Linked DNA regions of Zea mays: regions 2 and 3 are each linked to region 1. The links are chromatin contacts, called in public Hi-C maps. All regions are on one chromosome and are shown on one strand. Each heading gives the region's core, a stretch centred on a gene start, on an enhancer-like site or on the middle of the called end of the contact. The rest is flanking DNA. Distances are from core to core; before and after follow the strand shown. Region 1 holds the start of LOC100193563 (WD repeat-containing protein 50). Region 2 holds the start of LOC100280322. Region 3 holds the start of LOC103626447.

Region 1 (2,621 bases), core at 52-2,551:
GTTCATAGCAAACATGACAGGTGTAGCAGGACCATGACAACAATTTGTAGTCAGATATGATTGTAGATGAGCAGAATAACATGATCCTCCTATACTGCTTTATATGTCCGGAGAACAATAACACAAAGGAAGAAGTCTCTGTCTATCTCTACAATACTGCATAATAAGATAAACGAAACACTACATAAACAGGTCCAGTTAATGAGGACAATCAGTAGGGATGAAAACGGTAGGGAACAGTCGGAAAAATACCTCTACCGTTTTCATTTTCCATTTTCATATTTAACTTGCGGGACGAAAACAAAAACGGGATATATCGGTAACGAAAACGAACGGGATAAATACGGGAATCGAAAACGAAATCGGACGGGAACCGATATTTTTGTTTGGTAAAATCACACCATGAAACCATATATTCAAAACTTAACAAAAATAAAAAATTGCAAACCCAAGTCTTAATTAAACATAGATAAAAGCCATGTAAATCCAGAGCACACATAGTTTAATGTAGCACATAAGTCTTGGGTAGGCTCTTGGCTAACATAAGAAGCCATATAAGTCTACTAGCACACATGACACAATATTAAGTTTAGAACACATATTCATAATCACTTGCTCACATCAGGATCACTTAGCACGCATAGACTATTACAACCAATGCTGGTGCTGCGAGGAGCAGAGAGTGCGGCCTGTCCGCCTGTGGACAGCAGCCCCTGGAGGCCTGGACGGCGGAGGCTTGGTGCCCTTGCCTGCGCTGAACAGAAACAGGCGGGCGTCCAAGGAGCTGCCACGAGCGAAACGAAGTGAAATGAAAAATATGAATACCCTGAGATTGTCACACGCCCGTGCTGGTGCAGCCGTGCAGCGAGGAGTCGTGGCCCGTGGACAGCAGCCCCTGCACGGCGGAGGCTGGGAGCCTGGAGAGGTCAGAGGGAGAGGGACGGCGGAGGGCCGGACCGCCGGAGGCTGGGAGAGGGATGTGCTGGGCGTTTGGAGAGAGGGCGGCTGGACAACGAGTCTATGACGTGCCTGGACAACGAGTCTATGACGTCGCCGACGTGCCTGGACGGCTGGACCTGTTCGGTGGTCGCCTCTCGCCCAGTCGCCTGGTGCCCTGGTCTGCTTCTCGGCGGCTCAGAGGGAGGACGAGACGGTGTGACCTGGTGCCCTGGAGCACTGCGCACTGGCGGCTGTAGGTGGAGGGAGGACCGGAGGAGGGAGGAGGGGGGCGGCGGCGTACCTGGAGGGCGGAGGACGGCCGACGGCGGCAGCGTCTGGCTCTGGCTGCTCCGCGGCTGTGCGTGTGGGCAGTTTGGCGGCTAGGGCTGTGCGTGTGGGCAGTTTGGCGGCCGGAGCAAGCTTGCTGGTTAAAGGCCCATTAAGGCCCAAGAACTCATAGACGCACAGAACATCCGTAGAACGGGTAAAACGTTGAGAACGTGGGTTCCGACGTTTACACGTCGCTTAAACATCCAAAACGGACGTTCTACGCAGTTTTTTCAAAACGTACGGATGTATAATACTTACCCAAAAAGTGTAAAAGAGAATATAGTTGTTTTACATGTATATGTTTGCCTCCATTTATTATAGCATGTGAACAAATACCTCAAACGTTAGTAAATAACCCTATGACACCTAAATAAGTCATGCATCATGCCGAGTTTTTACTTGATTGTGCATATATGGATAATAAAATAAATGTGGTATTAACAAAATATTAATATATTAATAGACAAATGGAATTTAAACTCTAAATTTGGAAAACAAAACTCTAAAGAAATGTGGAGAGGGAGGAAAAGAAGTACACAAAAAAATATAAACAAAATAAATATTATAAATAAAAGTAAGACTAGTATGTTTAAATTATGGAACAATTGGATATATACCATTAAAAGATCCAAACTTTAGATATATACCATGGACCCCACATGTCATTGACTCATGTGGACCCACATGTAAGTGAGATAGTAATGGTATGGATCCAAAGTGGTGATCTTTTAATGGTATGGATCCAAATTTCCCTTAAATTATACTTTCAATCTGAGGAGAATTTATCAACAGACTTTGTGTTTGAAATTTGAATTCAAATGAGAAGGGGAAAATATAAATCAGAAAAAAAGAAAAGAAAATAAAAAGGAAAAAGGGTTGCGCTCGGGCTCACTTTACCTCGACCGGCCCACTCACTCGCGCGGCCCAACTTATTCTCCACGCGCGCCGTTACTCTAACATGCGGGGCCCTTGGGCAGACGCTCTCTCACTCGTGTGGCTTCTCCGTGGGGCCCACCGAGCAGCCTCTCAGCGACCGCGCGCTGCCGTCTTCCCCGCGCAACGCCCACCTCCGCGCATGTCGCGTATCCAGCCGCTAGCTTCGGAGTTGTTTAGCTGCAAGTACCCGACCTCGCCTACAAGTATCGGGCCCACGACCTCGCCGCTCTCGTTGCGCTCTTATCGCCACCAAATCTTCGAGCCATTCACTGTTGTGCCTTGGGCTGTCCACCGTCGCGGGGAATCCTCTGCGGACGCGTCGCGTACCGGAGCTCGGGTCTCTACGCGTCATCCGCCGGTAAGATTGATTCCTTAGCGCTCCCCTCCATCTCTTGATCATGTTTCGCTGGGTCGGT
Region 2 (2,621 bases), core at 62-2,561, 250 kb after region 1:
TTTTAGGAAATGTTGCTAAACACTAAGCATATTGAGCTAATTGCCAAAGTTAGAGCACATAATAACACTCATGGTTGCACTTTATTCTTGGGTGGTTCTCCATATTCTAATTAACAAGTATGATCTTGTTATAATTAACAACACAACATAAACTTAAGAACATCATCATCTTTAATGAAAACCAACATAAACCTAAAGTTATAGCAACTGGAATAACTACTTAATTAAAAACACAGCCCATGTTAAACAAGGATTTGATTGATAAAATCTAGGTGTATCTAAATAGGTAACTCATCCAAATTATACATAACATAAACTTTAGTTAACATAGAGTCGATCTTAAGAGCAACTCTAAGGCTGACTGCAGCGGTTGCCGCCAGCCACTCCTCTCCCCTTGCATGGCGCCTGCAGGGGGCGCTCCACGCGCGCAGCGCTGCCCCCTGCAGAGCCCCCTAGCGCGCGGTCCCCTTCTCTCTCTCTCTCAATCTAGGGGATCACTATTCATCCCCTACATCATTGTGATGTGGGTCCACGAGTAATTGTTAGTAGATAAAAAATTGATAGTTAATATAGAAAATGATATTTTATAGTTGTAGTGGGGTATAGAGGGAGTATTTAGGGGGAACCACTGCGGGAGATGAAAAAATAGGGGGTGAAATGTTGATGATGTGACCCAAAAAAGTGATATAGGGGAAAAATTTAGGGGTAACGCTTGCGGATAGCCTAAGAGGCTCTATATTCTTCCTAATCTATATAAATAAAGTTTTTAAAAAAAAACCCTCCAACAGACTAGCAAAACGACTATCCAAATATAGTCATATTCTATTCCGGATTTCTCGCTAGCCAAATATAGAAATGTGATTATGTGAATGACTATCTAGAGTGTATATAAGATATAGAAAGACTTGGAAATTGAAAAAAATATAGAAAGTGATTTTACGCAAATAACTCTACAAATAATAATTTAGCGAACTCTTGAAGTTGTTCTAAAGCTATCTCCACATCTTTTTATTTTAAACTTAAATATATAAATAAAACAATCTACATTATAACACAGTGCACAACAATAGTTGGCTTGGCTATAGCCTAACTCAAACTCCAAACGACAAGCAACCACAGAAGAAGCAAACCTACCGCTCGCAGCAAACAGCAGTGCTCTCCACTCCGAATCCGCCACGTCTCCTCCGGCCGCACGAATCCGGCGCAAAAGGCCCGAGGTGACGACGCCGGTGCACACGCGATTCTATCGCCGACATCCGGGTCTCGCCTGTAGGGCCACAGCCAGTAGCGGCTCCGGGCCCGCCTGTCATACGAAGCCGAGTCCCGCGCTGGTTTCTCGTTAACTAATAAGCCCTCACCGCGCGCGAGGGTGGAGTAGACGCAATCCCACGCGAATCCCATCGGATCGAGTCCATCAGCACGCCGAAGAATAAACCGTCGTCGAGGAGGAAGTAGGGGGCCGCGAGGTGGACTTCAGGATGCAGGCGCAGAGGTCCCCGGCGATGGCGGGAGGTGGCGGCGCCGCCACGGCGGTGGCGGCTGGGGCGGCGGTTGGGATGCCGTCCCAGGCCACGCTGCCGGTGCGGCGGCGGTGCGAGGGCACGGCCATGGGAGCCATCACGCTTGACCTCCGCCCCGGGCTCGGCGTCGGCCCCTTCACCCTCGGTGAGAACCCTAACCACCCGACGCCCCGGCAGGAATAGGCGGTCTCTGGCTGCTTCCTTGCTTTGCCTCTCCGTTTGCAGGGAAGGGAAAACACTCAAAAAGACTTTCTTTCTTATGTAGAGTAGGAGTTTAATTAGATTTACAAACTTTACTCTCTTAAGTAGAGTAGGAGTTTAATTAGATTTACAAACTTTGACCCAATTCCGACTTCGCAATCGGTGCAGGCATGCCGATATCGGATGCGTTTACACAGATAGAGCGGCAGCCGAATATCTACGACGTTGTCCACGTGAAATACTTCGACGAGGTTTGTGAGACGAGGTGCACGCGTTTGTTGGATGCCAAAATATTCTTACCTGATCGGCGTTGTTGGTTCTGTGGCTTCAGGAGCCTCTCAAGCTGGACTTTGTCATTAGCTTTCCGGACCATGGATTTCACCTACGCTTTGATCCTTGGTCCCAGGTATGCTCGGGCTAGTAGCTAGTTTATTACATTATTAGGATTTTGTTCGGACATCGCCAATGCTGAATTGAGGATGTACGTGGAGATTAACTAAGACTAGTGGACCACTTTTGCAAAATGAATTGGAGTGTGTTATCCATTAGCCTACCCCCAACCCTTGTGGCTTGATGTTGTTTTTTGAGTGTGTTATGCATAACATGTAGATTTTGTAGTTTGCATCACTGAGAAAAGGAACTCGTCATGGTTAGTAATTATAATTTCTGTATAGGGGAAATAATCTTTGAGAATGTGTGACATGTGGAAATGACACTTGCTTTCTTTCATTGTCCTTCAGGCTTGAGAAATCACTAAACTTGTGTGGTTTGTATTTTCCTTGCAGAGGCTCCGTCTCGTAGAGATTTATGATGTTAAGAGATTGCAATTGCGATATGCGACATCTTTAATTGGGTAAGGATATCTTGATCATGATTTTTTTCATTGTTGAATCTGTGTGA
Region 3 (2,621 bases), core at 81-2,580, 250 kb before region 1:
TCAGACATGTCTTGAGCATGGTCCAGTCCAGCGGTATCTGACTCCATTTGCTTATCTTCGATAGCCACAGCTTCAACAGCGCTGTCATCCGTCTCCGAAACCACCACTGAACCAGGCACCTTCGGCTGCCTTGGTATTTCGTTGGCATCCACATTGTGCATGCCTCCATCACCACCAGCAGCAGGAACAGCGCCAGAGTCTGTCACCTTGGTGCGATCCAAATCTCGAGTGCCTGCTCGCAGATCTGGATCTCTCCTGCTGCCAGTGTAGTAGCCCCTCGTCCTGCTCCTGCTTCTACTTCTCCTCCTCCGATCAACTGTGCCATCAGCCAAAGCCCGGCGATCGTTATGCGAATAGGACCTTGACATTGGTGGTCTCTTCAGCTCATTGTAGTCGCGTGTCCGGCGGCCACCCCGGTCAACGTCACCGCCATCGTTGTATTTACGCCTCTCGTCAAAGCTGTGGCTCCTCCTGTCCCACCCCGACCTCTTGGCTTCCCTGTTGTCGTCCCACTTTGAGCCACGGTCCAGGTCCCCGGCTCCACTTCCACTCCGCCGCCACCTGGGGCCGTCGTCCTCGTCTCTCTTCCTCCCATAGCTGGAGGGAGCGGGAGCGGGAACCGGGGCAGGAACGGGAACGGGAGGCTCGGGGCGGTAACTGTGATTGTGATTTGGGTCCTCCCTTGACAGGAGAACGTGCTCGGGGAGGAGGCCTTCGGCGACCAAGTAGTGAGCGGCCAGGCGGCCGGCCTCGAGCAGGATGTCGCCGCGCGAACGCCTCTCGGCAGCGGCGGCGAAGCCGCTGGGGAGGGGATTCTCGTCGTATCGCCGCGGCGGCGGCAGCTCGGAGCTGCGCCTCTTCGGCTGGGGATAGGGCGGGTCACGCGGGCGGCGCTGGTGGCGCGGTGACGGCGGGGCCGGAGATCGGCGGCGGTAGCGTCCTCCCGACGGCGGCGGGTCACGGCCCCGAATGCGGGACCTCGGCAGCATGAATTCTCTGCGGCCCCCGGCGCGGAGGAGCTGCGCGTTCGGTGTGTCTGGTTAAATCCGGCGGGGGCTCTCCCTCTTCCGGGAGGCGCAATCGAGCACCCAAACCAAGTCCCGCGTCAGTTCAGTGGCGTGCGTTCGGAGATCCGGTGTCGGCGCGTCCTTCCGTGGTCCCCGTCAGCGGAGGCGGCGGCGGCGCGCTTGTAGCCCCGGAGGCGGCGAGATTTGGCGCTGCGGCTGTATGCGAGGGTTTGGTTGCGACTTGCGAGTGGCGAAGGAACCGACGAGGCGACGACACAGATAAGAGGAGTGCTCCCTCTCTCTATGCCTCCTGTTGTTAGGGCATGTAGTACAGTGGAGAGACACTAAAACGGTTCTCCAAGCACAGAAGACAACTAAGAGACTCTATTGTACAATGGACTGTCTATAAATATAGTCTATTAATAAATACAGAATTAAATGTATTTGTATAACATCAGATCGATAGAACAGACGACAAATTCGTACAGTGCGAAGTGAGGCGTCTGTTGCTACTTGGTTTACGAGCTAGAGACGTCTCTTCACGGAGAGACGACACTAAGATTTTTTTGCAAATAACCCCCTTAAACACGTTAAGAGCCTCCACATTAACTGCTGGATCCAGTGTGTGCCACTGCCACCTGGTGTGTACAGTAAATTGTATTCTAGCCTCTACACGTACTTGATTCTACCGCCGCCGGACAAAAAAAACATATATATTACTACTCTATTAACGACTAGTTTGGGAGACAAAACAGGAGGGGATTGAAGTGAATAAAATCTCCTTATTCAAAATTGAATAATAAAGGGATTTTAGCTCCTCCAATCCTCTCTGGTTTTGTGGCTCCCAAACTAGCCTGTGTTCATACCCTGTGTGCGCCGGCGTGTCTCCTCCCTGTGCCCACGCATGGAACCCGCTCGACGTCCTCGTCGTGTTCCTATCCACTGCGCAGTCCTCGCTCGCTCCCCTCGCTCCATGTGTCATCCTCCACACGCACAGGGCCCTGGCGCCCCCATCCGTCTCTCGAACTGGTCCGTGCTTGTTGCCCTCCTTCTGAGACAGCCACCGCATCCCCCTCCCTTTTCAGTTGGATGACTCGCACTCCCCACTCCCGTCGCGACCGGCCCTCTCCTCCCTGACGTGCACCTCAAGCCCGCCGTGACGCCCTCTTCTCCTTCGACCTACGCCTCTAGATACACTCGTGCCTAGATCCGATTCGGGGTGCCCCTGCAAGGGATGAGGTCGAGCTGGTCGGAGGGGCATCGGAGGTGTGGGTGGGCAACGTGAAGAAGAAGCGCAGACGTAAGATGTGTGCGGGGCGGCTAGAAAGCGCTGTCGTGTCGTGGCACGAGACGGGAGGAAGCTTCCCTTCTGTGAGGTTGTCGAGGTGAGCGTCATCCGCACCATCGTTTGCAATGAGGTCCACCGCATTGCGGCTAAGGGCGATGGAGCAGGGTGGCTAGGTGTTTGATTTGGCGTCGGATCTGTCAGTTCCCAGGTCATTTCCCAGCGGCGGTTGTCCGCTCCTGTCAGACTTGAGAGCACCTAGAGGAGGTGAATAGGTGATCCTGCAAAAATTAACTCTAAACAAGACCAACTTGGTTTATAACAAGTGT

Evidence for each region. Hi-C and Micro-C count contacts between places; a contact is called where the count stands out from the background.
Region 2: a Hi-C map of ear shows a contact between it and region 1, with 3 times the contacts expected there. The contact joins the promoter of LOC100280322 here to the promoter of LOC100193563 in region 1. A contact is called at or near these places in 4 of 25 Hi-C or Micro-C datasets (bundle sheath, ear, leaf and 1 more).
Region 3: a contact with region 1 is called in a Hi-C map of ear, with 2.0 times the contacts expected there. The contact joins the promoter of LOC103626447 here to the promoter of LOC100193563 in region 1. A contact is called at or near these places in 2 of 25 Hi-C or Micro-C datasets (ear and leaf).

The regions. Positions count from the first base shown.
Region 1 is chr5:62,389,173-62,391,793 of Zm-B73-REFERENCE-NAM-5.0, forward strand. It overlaps LOC100193563 (WD repeat-containing protein 50), which reads right to left and starts at 1,302. Exons shown (of 2, transcript NM_001138672.1): 1 at 1,241-1,302.
Region 2 is chr5:62,639,288-62,641,908 of Zm-B73-REFERENCE-NAM-5.0, forward strand. It overlaps LOC100280322, which reads left to right and starts at 1,312. Exons shown (of 15, transcript NM_001153248.1): 1 at 1,312-1,665; 2 at 1,890-1,972; 3 at 2,053-2,127; 4 at 2,507-2,574. The coding sequence starts at 1,479.
Region 3 is chr5:62,144,071-62,146,691 of Zm-B73-REFERENCE-NAM-5.0, forward strand. It overlaps LOC103626447, which reads right to left and starts at 1,331. Exons shown (of 5, transcript XM_008646858.4): 1 at 1-1,331. The coding sequence starts at 989.